Linked DNA regions of Bos taurus: region 2 is linked to region 1. A link is a contact called in public Hi-C data. All regions are on one chromosome and are shown on one strand. The core of a region is the stretch at or near the end of the contact, and the rest is flanking DNA. Distances in the headings are between cores, read along the strand shown. Region 1 has its middle 37 kb from the start of MAPK1IP1L. Region 2 holds the start of LGALS3 (galectin 3).

Region 1 (7,108 bases), core at 3,103-5,602:
GCTTTGCACAAACATAAAAATCGACAGTCTGCACCTGGTTTCATTGTTAGGGTCCTGAGTTTGCCTTGTCATGGTTGGTTGCATAACAGGATATACCTATGTGACCAGCTCCCATAAAAACTTTGGACTCTGAGATTCATAAGGCTTCTAGTGGCAAAGACAGTTCACAGATGAGTCCATAGTCAACAGTGAGAGAAAGAGTACTCCTGTGTGACCTCAGACAAGGACATTGGAAGCCTGGGTTGACTCTCTCTGGATCCCATTAATACATATCTTCCTCCTGATGCTTTTGCTCTGAACCTTTGCTATCATAAATCTCAGTGAGTATAACCTGCTACTAGGTCTCATGGGTCCTTCTGATGAATCACTGAAGGAAGCACAATATATATACATATATATATACATATATGTATATGTATATTGTATATAAATATATATACAATATATATACATATATATATTATATATATAAATCAAAATCCCTCCACCTAAATATAACCATTGGGCTAACTTTAAAAACAGGTCTTACCAGTCAGAATGGCCATCATCAAAAAATCTACAAATTCTGGAGAGGGTGTGGAGAAAAGGGAATCCTCTTGCACTGTTGAGGGAATGTACACTGACACAGCCACTATGGAGAACAGTATGGGCATTCCTTAAAAACTAGAATTAAGACTACCATATGACTCAGCAATCCCACTAACTGGGCATAAACCCTGAGAAAACCATAATTGGAAAAGACACTTGTACCTCAGTGTTCATGGCAGCACTGTTTACAATAGCTAGGACATGGAGGCAACCTAGATGTCCATCGACAGATGAATGGATAAAGAGGCTGTGTACATATATACAATGGAACATTACTCAGCCATAAAAAGGAACACATTTGAGTCAGTTTCAATGAGGTGGATGAACTACAGACTGTTATACAGAGTGAAGTAAATCAGAAAGAGAAAAACAAATATACATTAAGAATATATATGGAATCTATAAAAATGGTACTGATGAACCTCTTTGCAGGGCAGCAAGAGAAATGCTGCAGATGGTGGCTGCAGCCATGAAATTAAAAGACGCTTGCTCCTTGGAAGAAAAGCTATGACCAACTTAGATAGCATATTAAAAAGCAGAGACGTGACTTTGCCAACAAAGGTCCGTCTAGTCAAAGCTATGGTTTCTCCAGTAGTTGTGTATGGATGTGAGAGTTGGACTATAAAGAAAGCTGAGCACAGGAGAATTGGATGCTTTTGAACTGTGGTATTGGTGAAGACTCTTGAGAGTCTTGTACTGCAAGGAGATCAAACCAGTCAATCCTACAGGAAATCAGTCCTGTATATTCATTGAAAGGACTGATGCTGAAGCTGAAACTCCAATACTTTGGCCACTGGATGTGCAGAACTGACCCACTGGAAAAGACCTTGATGCTGGAAAAGGTTGAAGGCAGGAGGAGAAGGGGACAACAGAGGATGAGATGGTTGGATGGCATCACCAACTCGGACGGACATGAGTTTGAGCAAGCTCTGGGAGTTGGTGATGGACAGGGAAGCCTGGCATGCTGCAGTCCCTGGGGTTGCAAAGAGTCAGACATGACTGAGTGACTGAACTGAACTGAATAGAGATGCAGACATAGAGAACAGACTTGTGGAGACAGTGGGTGAAGTAGAGGGTGGGATGAGTTGAGAGAGTAGCTGGTGGGAATTTGCTATATGATGCAGTGAGCTCAAACTCAGGGCTCTGTGACAACTGAGAGGGGTGGGAGGTGGGAGAGAGGTTCAAAATGTAAGGGACATATGTACACCTATGGCTGATTCATGTTGATGTATGTCAGAAATCAACACAACATTGTAAAGCAATTATCCTCCAATTAAAAAAAAAACAAACAAATAAACAGATCTTGACTGCTCGAAGATGGCGCTGAGGGCAAGGAAGCAAGCCCTGCTGCTCCAAAGCCGAAGCCAAAGCAAAGGCTTCGAAGGCTAAGAAAGCAGTGTTGAAAGGTGCCCACAGCCACACAAAAAAAAGATCTGGACATAACTCACCTTCCTAAGGCCCAAAACACTGCAGCTCAGGAGACAGCCCAAATATCCTTGGAAGAGCGCCCCTAGGAGAAACAAGCTTGACCACTATGTCATCAAGTTCCCCCTCACCACCAAATCAGCTGTGAAGGAAACAGAAGACAGCAGCTCACTGGTGTTCACTTGTGGATGTCAAGGCCAACAGGCACCACATGAAACAGGATGTGAAGAAGCTCTACGACACTGACATCGGTGTCAACACCAAGGTCAACACCTTGGTCAGGCCTAATGGGGAGGAGAAGGCATGCGTTTGACTGGCTCCTGTGGTGCTTTGGATGTTGCCTGCAAAATTGGGATCATCTAAGCTGAGTCCAGCTGGCTAATTCCAAGTATAAAAGTTTCACTATTAAGAAAAAAATAACAGATTTTGACCAATTAAATAATCTTGTGAAAGTTTTTCTAAATTGTCAGAAGGCAAACAACTGTTGATTGATGATAAGTTGTATGATGAAGATTAAATTTTATGGAAGCCTCATATTAAGGACTTTAAAGAATAATTTTGCTGTTTCAAATACTTATCAAGATTTATTGAACTTACTTTAGTGACATAATAATGGTTTAATCTTCCCTGGTGGCTCAGACAGTAAACAATCTGACTGCAGTGTAGGAGACCTGGGTTCGATCCCTTGGAGAAGAAAACGGCAATCCACTCCAGTACTTTTGCTTGGAGAATTCCATGGATGGAGGAGTCTGGAGGGTACAGGCATGAGGTTGCAAAGAATCAGACACGACTGAGCCACTAACACTTTTACTTTTCAAACTCCACATTATTCAAGGGTCAACTGTGCACACACACACACACATAGTTTTATTTTAAGGATTTGGCTCACATCACTGTGGGCTCTGACAAGTCTGGAATTTGTAGGGCAGGCTGAAAATTCAGGGAAAAGTTTTAATGTTGTAGTATTGAATTTAAAATCTTTAGACTAGAAACACAGAGTTTCTTTGTTGTGGCCATGAAGCAGAATTTCTTTGGGAAACCTCAGTATTTGCTCGTAAGGATAAAGGCCCACTCACACTATAAGAGTAGAAAAGTACCGATTTAAATGTTAACCACACATAAAATTAACTATCATAGTTGTGATCTTTCCTTTTTGAAGAGGAAAGGGAGGGTGGATTCCCAAATGTGATCCACTATCACAAGACTAACCCTGAGATGTGCCTGCTCCCAAGTGGACGACCAGCCCCCGCACCCCAGTCACAAGCGTCTCCCCTTAGCCACAGCCATGCAAGTCTGGCTTTGGCCAGAAGAGGGCACTGCCACCTACTTGTGTGACTATCTGCTTGGGAACCAATAGGATGGAAGAGGTTTTGACATGACTTCCAATTAATTATTATTTTTTACAGCCCCTGAGTTAGCATAGCACCACCTTGATAGAATAAATGCCTGTAAACTTTTAGTTTCACTGTGAGACCAAAGCACCTCCCTGTCATCACTCAAACTTGAGGTTCAATAATGCAAGAGGACATAGAATGCACATGTCCTTTCGCTTCCCTGGTGCAGTTAGGCAGAACCACACTAAACGAAAATCCAGGCTGATGTAGAGAAAAGGAGGAAGTTGAGGCGTTTGGGGACCGAGAGGAAGAAATGGGAAGACCCCATGACTTAGTTGGTAAAGAATCCACCTGTACTGCAGGGGACCCAGATTCGATTCGATCCCTTGGTGGAGAAGACCCCCTGGAGAAGGAAATGGCAACCCATCCAGTATTCTTGCCTGGAGAATTCAATGAACAGAGGAGCCTGGTGGGCTACAGTCCATGGCGTTGCAAAGAGTTGGACACGACTTAGCGACTAAATCACTGGGCCTCCAAGCAGGTAAGGAATCTTCTGGTAAGATACAGAGGAGGCAGGCTTGGGAGGTTACTCTCTGTGTCTGGGTTTGAGAGAATAATACTACAGGCCCCTCTGGCAAAACCACTCAGCCTAGCAGAGCAGTTAATCTAATCTCTGGATTTTTAATTGGAAATGGAAATTCACATAAGTATAGTTGTTCTTTAGTTCTCATTAATAATTAAAAGCCTCCTTCCCCTGCTTCCATGTTAATGACAGCTTCCATTCATGCAACTTGAGAGTTTGCAGAGAGGGCTTTCCCACCCACAGCAAGGAACAGAGCAGGTACTGATTATTTCCACTTTACAGCTGAGGAAACACAGAGGGTGAATGATTTGCTCTGGCTCCATATAATTTAAGCCTGGGAGGGGACTAGATGCCTGGGGCCTGATCTTAGCCCTGTGCTCTGTCCCCTATCAAAACTACATTCCTAACCCTCAGCACTGCTGTTTCCAAGGTCTATTAAAAGCTGAATGTATGCAAACCCCATGACCCAGCAATTCCACTTGTAGGAATGTATACAGCAGAAACGCATGCACACAGGCACCGAAAGTACATGCAATACTGTTCAGAGCAGAATAACGTGAACTGGCCCCAAAGGGAAACCAACCCCAACTCCAACCAACACAGAATGGATAAGTAGACTGCGGTATATTTCTATCATGAATTCCATGTGGTAATGAGAATAAATGAACACGATTTATGCAAAATGTAAAAAATTTCACAAATTATATAAAGTTCAAAACAGCAAAATTAATATAAAATAGTGAAAGGTTTGGGCTTCCCTGTTAGCTCAGATGGTAAAGAATCTTCCTGCAATGCAGGAGACCCGGGTTTGATTCCATGGACAGAGGAGCCTGGCGGGCTACAGTCCATGGGATTGCAAAGAGTCGGACACATTAGTGGTTAAACCACTACTAGTAACTGGGACGGGGACACGGGTCCACTGGAGTGCCGATAATGTTCTACTTCTGGGCCTAGGTAGTAGTTATCTGAGTGGGACAGATGTGTCAATTTGCACAAATTCACCAAGCTGTATATAAAAAGTTAAATAACTTTTCCATGAGCAACTTTACTAGTGCTCAAATGTGGCTCATCCCTGATTAAAGCAGACTTGTTTGTTGCTCTACTCCAACAGTGACCACATCACCATTCCCCAGAGAGTTCTCGAAGGGTTGAGAGAGCAGGTCAACATCTGCCTTTGGGTTTGTGCATGCAAAAATACATTTCAGGAGGGCTGCCACACAGGAAGTTCATCCCCAGCCTCCACTACTACAAACATATGTTCATTCTGGGTGTCCAGAAAGTGAAAAAAGGAGACATGCAACCAGGGTAAGTCAAACACAGCAAACATCTCCAAATGGCAAAGCTTCCCTGCCTGTCTCACTTTTAACACTAGCACTACCTTGCAGGGAAAACAAAACAAGAAATCTAACCCCTGCATCCCAAAGATGCAGACGGCACCTCTAGACAAGAGAGTCTCAAAACACAAAACACAGGGCAGAAAACTGAAGCTGTTCAAAATTCCACGGCAGGGCCTGATGAACTCATAAATGGAACCAGATTTCCTGTTTCCCAGAGTACAGCCTGCTTCTCATCAGCCCTTATTGCTTCTAACAGGATGAGGAGGCTTGAAAATCTTAAAGGACAAAAGTACAACAACATGTTAGATCAAGGATTGGCTATCTTCATCCATGGGCCGAGGACATTTGGTCAAGGGCCACACACACACACACACACACACACACACACACAGGCACACACAGGCACACACCCTGGCTCCCTCTGCTGCTTTGGAGAGTTTCTCACACCACTTCAGCTGCTTCTGTCTCCTATGTCGATGATTACTGCTGTTTCGGACTCTCACTCCATCTCAGGAGGTAAGAGTGGAAATCTTAAAAACCACTTTGATACCTCCTCCAGCTTGATTGCATTTGGAGAAGCAGGCCTTCTTTTTCCCTCCCAATAGTCAGAGGGACACTAGCTGTACTTTTTGCACCTTTCCATGATGTGGTGGGCTTCCCTGGTGGCTCAGATGGTAAAGAATCCACCTGCAATGCGGCAGAGCCAGGTTCAATCCCCGGGTTGGGAAGATCTCCTGGAGAAGGGAATGGCAACCCACTCCAGTATTCTTATCTGGCGACTTCCATGAACAGAGGAGCCTGGTGGGCTAAAGTTCATGGGGTTGCAAAGAGTTGGACAAAACTGAATGACCAACACTTTCACTTTGATGTGGTGGGGTTGTCAGGACTCTGGAAGTTGGGCCATAAGGTGTACTGCGACTACAGCAGCAAAACAACAGGGCGAGAGCAGAGGTCAGGACTGAGCCTGGTGGTGCTCCTCCAGGGTCTAAATGAGTCCCGGAGGAGCAGAGATACCCTGGGGTATGAACAGTTGGAGCCAGGAGTTTTCTGGCAGTGGCAACACTCAAAGTCAGTAGATGGCACAGCAACATGGACCCAAAGGAATTCACTGCAGCATTGTCATCACAGAGAAAAATGAGAAGCAGGCAAAGCATCCAATGGCACAATGTGTTAAATGATGCTATCGTTACACACAATGGGTTATCATGCAGCCGTGAAAAAGAACAAGGCAGGTCTACGTTAACTAACACAGAAAACGGTCTACACTTTAATGTTAAATGATAAAGGCAAGCTGGAGACAACTACATAAAGCATGATTCCATGTATATATTTTAAAAATCCTGTATGCTCACCCCCATAGTCTCCCATATGCCAGTATTGGTAAATGATCTAGAAGAATGCACATTCACCAGGTTACATCTAGGAAAGGGAATTGAAGTAGATGAGGGGGAGCGTTCCAAATTTGGCATTTCTGTTTTTATTATTTATGCTGTACCAGTAGCTCTTTCGGAGAAGGCAATGGCACCCCACTCCAGTACTCTTGCCTGGAAAATCCCATGGACGGAGGAGCCTGGTAGGCTGCAGTAGTCCATGGGGTCACTAAGAGTCGGACACGACTGAGCGACTTCACTTTCACTTTTCACTTTCATGCATTGGAGAAGGAAATGGCAACCCACTCCAGTGTTCTTGCCTGGAGAATCCCAGGTGCTGGGGTCCAGCCCCAGCTGATCCAGGGTATTCGAAGCGGGGACGGCGTCAGCGACCTATTTATTTAAATATTTTATCAAAGATATAAAGAGTAATAGAATGAGGATAGCTCAGTAGGAAAATTCAGTGGAGAA
Region 2 (7,108 bases), core at 1,443-3,942, 48 kb after region 1:
TTCTAAAAAAATAAATGCGCTTGACTGCATGTACTCCCCCTTTTACCAAAATCACATATGCTGTCCTTCCACTCATCTCCTTGGAAGAGTTTCTCAGAGCTATCCGAGGTGCTGTCTCCTGGGCTGCAGCCCCCACATTGCCCCAAATAAAACTTAACTTGCAACTCTCACGTTGTGCATTTTTTTTAAGTCAACATGTGTGTGTGTGTGTGAATGTGTACAGATACAGACATAGTATATAGCTGTAGATGGGCTTCCCGAGCGGCACTAGTGGTAAAGAACCTGCCCACCAATGCAGGAGATATAAGACACTCGGGTTCGATCCCTGGATCAGGAAGATCCCCTGGAGGAGGACATGGCAATCCACTCTAGAATTCTTGCCTGGAGAATCCCATGGATAGAGGATCCTAGTAGGCTATGCTGCATAGGGTCACAAAGAGTCAGGAATGACTGAAGCGACTAAGCAGAGCACAGCACAAGGCCATAGATACAAAGCTCTCATTTTCTTTATCTTGTTCATCCATCAGTGGACACTTGGGTTGTTTCCAGGTCTTGGCTATTACACATAATTCTGCAATGAGCATGGCGGAGCAGATATCTCTTCAAGATAGTGATCTCATTTCCTTTGGATATGTACCCAGAAGTACATACCATATGGGTCATATGGTAGTTCTGGTTTTAAGTTTTTGAGGAACTTCAAAACCATTTCCACAATGGATGCACCAATTTACATTCCTACCAATGGTACACAAAGGTTCTCTTTTCTCTACATTCTCTCCAACACTTATCTCTTGTCTTTGGACAGTAGCCATTGTAACAGGCATTAAGGTGATATTTCATTGTGTTTTTGATTTGCATTTCCCTGACAATTAGTGACACTGAGCACCTTTTCATGACACTGAGCACCTGTTGGCCATTTGTATATCTTCTTTGGAAACATTTGGTTCCTCTGCCCATTTTTTTTTTTTTTTGCAATTGAGTTGTATGAATGAGTTCCTTATATATTTTGGATATTAGACTCTTATTTGGATATATGATTTGCAAATATTTTTTCCAATTCTGTAGGCTGCCTTTTTATTTTGTTGATGGTTTCCTTTGCTGTGCAGAAGCTGTTTAGTCTGATGTAGGTCCCACTTGTTTACTTTAAGCTTTTAATGCTTGTGCTTTTGGTGTCATATCCAAATGATTATTGCTAAAATCAATGTCAAGGAGCTCTTTCTCTGTTTTCTTCTAGGAGCTTTATAGTTTCAGGTCATACATTTAGGTCTCTAATCCATTTTGAGTTCATTTTTAAAATTGAAGTATTGTTGATTTACAATATTTCAGGCATACAGCAAAGTGATTCAGTCATACATTATTTTTCAGATTCTTTTCCATTATAGGTATTACAAGATACTCAATATAGTTCCCTGTGCTACACAGTAGGTCCTTGTTATTTGTCTATTATTTATATCTTATTTGTCTAGGAGTATGTATCTGTTAATCCCAAATTACTAATTTGTTCTTTCCTCTCACTATCATGTTGATAATCATAAATTTGTTTTCTATGTCTGTGTGTTAACTTTTGTGAGTGGCTATTTGAATTAAAAAACATATGTATCTAAGACATCCTTAGTCATTTCACTCAGCTATTACCCAGTGAAATGCAACCGACAAACACCACTTCTCTTGGAAACATCACTACTTGTAACAATCTTTCTTAGAGACATGTTGTACTGTGCTTAGTTGCTGAGTCAGGTCAGACTCTTTGTGATCACACGGACTGCAGCCCAGGCGCCTATGTCCATGGGGATTCTCCAGGCAAGAATACTGGAGTGGGTTGCCATGCCCTCCTTCAGGGGATCTTCCCAACCCAGAGATCAAACCTAGGTCTCCCGCATTGCAGGCGGATTCTTTATTTTATTCTTACTTTATTCTGAGCCACCAGGGAAGCCCAAGAATACTGGAGTGGGTAACCTATCCCTTCACGAGTCTTCCCCACCCAGGAATCAAACCGGGGCCTCGTGCATTGCAGGTGGATTCTTTACCAGCTGAGCTACCAGCCAAGCCCTTCTTAAGGTCATAGCTTTATTTTTTTCCTACCTTTCTCAAAGGTACATTTGTATTTAACTCTCCCCTCCATCAGGACTCTTTCCAATCTTTGAGAAAACAGACTTCCTAGGAAGTGATTCACTATTTTAATCATTCATTTACTAAACAAATTTAACCAGTTTACTGAGGACCTACCAAACACAGTGCAGATGTTGAGGAGGAAGTGGGAAGCAAACAGCAAAACAATCTAGGGCTCCTGGTCTGAGAGGTGTGCACCCACATCACAGTGCAGAAGGGGAATAAAACAAGATACGGAGCTTCTCACCCAGCATCTCAGAAAACGTGACAGGACCCTCCCCGTCACTAAAAGCTTCGCAGACTCTCCCTGTCTTGGTCTGAGGCCTTAGCAGGTGAATCTAAGGAGAGGGCGGTGAACCCCACCTCTGGCGGCTGCGGAGGGGACCGACTGGACGTTGAAGGGATGGAGGCCGCGGGTCCCACCCACCGCCGTCCTGAGTCAGGCGTCTCCTCTGCGTCCTGGATCCGCGGCGCCTGGGCGCCCGGGTATCCAGCGGGGCCAGGACTCGCCCAGCCTAGTTCGCACGGAGAGGCCGAGGGCGGCCGGGGTGGCGGCCCCGCCCCGGGAGAGGCGTGCCGGGCCGGGAGTATTTGAGGCGCAGAGCCGGCCGCCGCCCCGGCAGGACCACACCGCCTCTGCCCGAGCCTCCCCCGCGACGCGCGAGCCAGTGCAGAGGCGTCGGGTAAGTGGCGGGGGCGCCGGGACGGGAGTGCACACCCGCCTGCTGCAAGGCCAGGGCGCCCGGGCGCTGCTCGGTGCGCGGCCCCCTTTGCCGGGCTGGGCGGGAGCCGGAGATCGGGGCTTGGCTTCCCCGGGGAACCGCGCGTTCTGGGCCCAGGTTCCTTGGCTTCGAGCCCTCAAAAGAGGAGTCTGAGACTCGAGGAAAGTTAGCAACGACTTAAAAAAACTCACCTTAATTTCTTCGCGATGGACGGGTGTGTCACCCTCTGTGGCGACTGGGAGGCTCAGCCCGGGCTTCGCGCCCCGCGCCCCAGGTGGCCCGTGGTGAGTGGTGGGCGCGCGCGCAATCCTCCCAGCTGCCTGCTTCAGCTGGGCGGGAGGAACCAGGTGCCCCTGCCTCCGTCCACGGTGGAGACTGCCCCGGCACTCTGTGGGCGGTTCCTCGCCTCTTAGCTTGGCTGTGGGATGGGGATGTGTTCTGCTACAGGTCAACAGTCCGGGGCTGCAGCCGCTCTCTGCATGCTGACCTCGCAGAAAATGGTGCTGCCCCAAGGCTGAGTGGGCATGTGCCTGGCTTGGCAAAGACCGCACACCCTCAGTTTTTGCAAATCCCAGTCCAGATTTGAGCATTAACGATCTCAGACCTGTGCTGGGGACGTGTGGGGTGTGGCAGAATTGAATGTTGGTCCGAGTGTGCAGAGCCCTAGTTGAGGTGGGGAGGGGTTGCTTTTAAAACATGTTTGAGAATATATTCTAAATTGTGAGTTGCTCATATCAAAGCACAAACATGCCTGCGCTTTGAAGAGTAGGAGCTCTGGGACACTGGGGTTGAGGTTTTGCCTTAGGCTTCATGCCCTGCCCTTAGCGATCCTGATTTCAGATACCTGGAATATTTGTAAAGTGACTCCTGGGAGTTGGGTTGCTGGACAATGAGGACGGTTTGACTTCAGTGACCCTGTCTGTTTCTAGGATTCTGGAAAAGGAATGGAAGAGAGGCTCATTTTGTTCTGCAGAAAACGGTGGCAATAAGAATTGACCACTTGGCACAGACCATGAGAAAAAATTTTCACCAACTTCCAAAATTCTGATTCACTTGCCCCAAGTTTACAAAGTTGATCTTTCATGCTAGGAAATTGTGTTTCCATAAAAGTTCAGTAATAAAATTCATTGTCCCACAACAATGTCCTTTTTAGACATTGTCTTTGAATCCCTAGAGTCGTGTCATCCATCCCTTTGATGACTGTGCCTCACCCTTAATCTATGGGAAATTGGAGCTGCCTAAATTAATCATGTGGGGGGCTTTTGCTTAAAATCAGCATTCTCTCCGTATTCTGGGGAGAAGTTTGATGATGGGTCTTGAATGTTTTGAGCTTAGAAATATTAGGTGGATGCCTCACCAAGTTACATAAGAAGCAGAAGAGGAGGAGCACTGTTTGATAGATTGACCCCAGCTCATTTTTTAAAATGTAGTAGGCTAGTCTCGCTCTGTTGACAGGTCTTTAGTCAATGATATTTTGCTATGCTACAAATACACAGAAGAGCTTTATAAAAAGACTTTTTACTTATTGCTGCTGCTGCTAAGTCGCTTCAGTCATGTCCGACTCTGTGCAACCCCATAGACCGCAGCCCACCAGGCTCCCCCGTCCCTGGGATTCTCCAGGCAAGAACACTGGAGTGGGGTGCCATTGCCTTCTCCATTACTTATTGCTAGTGAGTTCAAAAGGCCGTTATTGGTCTCACCTATAGATACTGTTTGCCTAGAACTCTCTTCAGTCAGACTCTAAATGTTATCCCTAGTAGAGATCTATGTTCATATAATAAAATTTGAGGTGCTTATGTTACCTAAAATACCAGTTGGCTTGTAAACTTCTTGTACCTGAGACTCATGGTAACTGATCAAAAACTTAGCCTCTCTTTCCTGTTAGTTTGGGACAGAGGCTTCTGCTGAGGACAGCTAGTTAACATTTTGTGTCTGGTGCCTGAATGAATTCTTCTCATTAAATTCTGAGTGGTAAGCCTGCCAGGGCAGTAATTCCAGTTTGCCGCTGACTAAGTATCATGTGTTCTCTCTTGACTGATATTCAGCTTTTCCATATGGGGAAAAAAAAAAAATCAGTAACTGAGAGGTACAAAGTAACTTTAACTTCCTTATGGCTGAGGAACTGTGATGAAAAAGAAATCCTAGGAAAGGACCAGTTTCCTTTATCCTAACTAGCATCTCTGAATTTGGCTTTGCAAATAAGCATTTTTGAAGCCTTGTTCCATGTTTCAGTAAGACCAGAAAGTAGCCCGCCTCTCCTGTGTTCTTTGGAGAGGAGTGTGGGCAGTGCTTGGGGTTCTGAGGAAATAGTTTATGATTTACTTCCTTTACAGCTTTTATAAAAGTTGGGGCCCTTTGTGGGCAGAAATTTCAGAAGTCCTCCTGGGAATCCAGGCAACTGAATTAATTGCTACATGGGTCTAGAATAACATAGTACAGTGGATAGCAACTCTTTATTAAAGGGCAAAGCTGCAATTAACAGCAGATTAAAAGTGGCCTGCATTCTGACTCATGTTTAAATTCCTTGTTCCAAAGTGATACTGAACTAATTCCTGTAGGTTTTTCCAAATGTGACGATTCAGATAGTATTTTTTAAATGTTTTTGCCTTTGATGTGGTGTTTCTTATCTGACTTCAAAATTCTCTGATTCTGGGAATGCAAGAGTTCACATACCTATAGTATCTGTACAGTGGGAAGTTTTTTTTTCCCCCTTTTCTTTTTAACATTTGATTGTCTCTTTATATAGGCTACTCATCTAAAAAGAAAGAAATTTTCCAGGCAAGTAGGAAGATGTTTATGCAATAGATTTTTTAAAATTGTTTTTTGGTTCTCCTTTTACGTTCTAAGGTTGCTAACCTTGATTTAAAAAGAACATTGGTTAGAAACCTTTCCATCAGAGCGCTGATGGTTGGGAGTTGATATAATCAAAACAATGCATACCCAACTTTTAGGAAAGCAAGCTTTATCAGTTTAAATGTGGTTATAATTAGCAAAGTGACTGTGCAGAATGGCATCCTTATATTCAGTATCACTGCACGCTGCATGAGTCACCCAGCTAGTTTCTGACAAAAACGTGATCTCTTTTTTTGTTTACAATTTCAGCATGTTTATGCAGTTCCAAATGAGTAAGCCAGAGAATTAATTTCTAAATGAAGTAACTAATACTTCCAAAGGACTATACTTTAAAATGTCAAAGTGTGAGGTTTGCTACTAGTATAAAATCAGTCAGACTTAGGAGTCAGGGCGTTTGGACTCAGGTCCCTGCCTGCCAATGACAGAATGACTCTGGGCCACCATGTTAACTCTCTGAGACTCAGTTTCCTCACCTCTGAAGTAAGGATGTTAACTTTTCCCTGTCAATCTCATAAGATTATTATCAGAATCAAAATAAGAAAGGTGTGTGAAAGTGCTTTATAAACTGAAAACATCACACAGATACGGGGTGTCATTGTTCTAATGGGCTTCTCATGTGTCAGAGCACAATCCAAACCGTCCCCCTTGGTGTTACCTGAAACACAGCGGAAACAGAGTGGGGTCTGCTTGGCTTCTCCAGTTGTTTTGGTCTAGTTGGAAAATGGGGCTTCCCAGGTGGCTCAGATGGTAAAGGATCTGCCTGCAATACAGGAGACCCAGGTTCAATCCCTGGGTCAAAAAACCCGCTGGAGAGGGAGACCGCAACCCACTCCACTCCAATCCAAAATAAACTGAATATGTTTGAACAGAGACTTGGAAAAGAATAAATGTTACATTTTGGGCTAGCTGTCTTCGCATGAGTTTCTGGTTGTGATCAGCCTTTAAACATATCTAAGTTTAACTGGATTTATATTAATAAGATGGGCTTCCCTGGTGGCTCAGCCTGTAATGTGGGAGACCTGCGTTTGATCCCTGGGTTGGGAAGATCCCCTGGAGGAGCGAGTGGCAACCCACTCCAGTATTCTTGCCTGGAGAATCCCCATGGACAGAAGAGCCTGGTGGGCTACAGTCCATGGGGTCGCAAAGAGTAGGACATGACTGAGCAACTAAGCACACATATTAATGACACTTTATGAGGCCAGAGGTACAGCTTTAACTAGTTTTAACAACTGAAACTGCCTTTCTGTTTTTTATTGACCTGAATGGGTACTTTTATCTGAGGATACATATCCTCATTAGCTCAGGCCAGTGGTTCTCAAACCAGACACAATTTTGCCATCCTTTTGCTTCCCCAGGGTTATTTCGAAACATCTTGAGACATTCTAGGTTATCACAGTGCAGGCGTGGGGGGAGGGGGTTTGCCG

What was found. A called contact is a pair of places that touch in the nucleus more often than the background predicts.
Region 2: a contact with region 1 is called in a Hi-C map of blastocyst, with 2.5 times the contacts expected there. The contact joins the promoter of LGALS3 here to the enhancer-like site in region 1. A contact is called at or near these places in 2 of 11 Hi-C or Micro-C datasets (blastocyst and skin fibroblasts).

The regions. Positions count from the first base shown.
Region 1 is chr10:67,558,704-67,565,811 of ARS-UCD2.0, forward strand. No RefSeq gene overlaps it. Among named protein-coding and RNA genes, the nearest start is that of MAPK1IP1L, 37 kb to the left of the region's middle. Within about 2 kb of position 4,353, at least 7 of the 102 cell types and tissues checked have an H3K27ac peak or open chromatin away from gene starts, as enhancers often do. A contact at or near this core is called in blastocyst, where this site is marked.
Region 2 is chr10:67,608,856-67,615,963 of ARS-UCD2.0, forward strand. LGALS3 (galectin 3) reads left to right here and starts at 2,693. Exons shown (of 6, transcript NM_001102341.2): 1 at 2,693-2,792.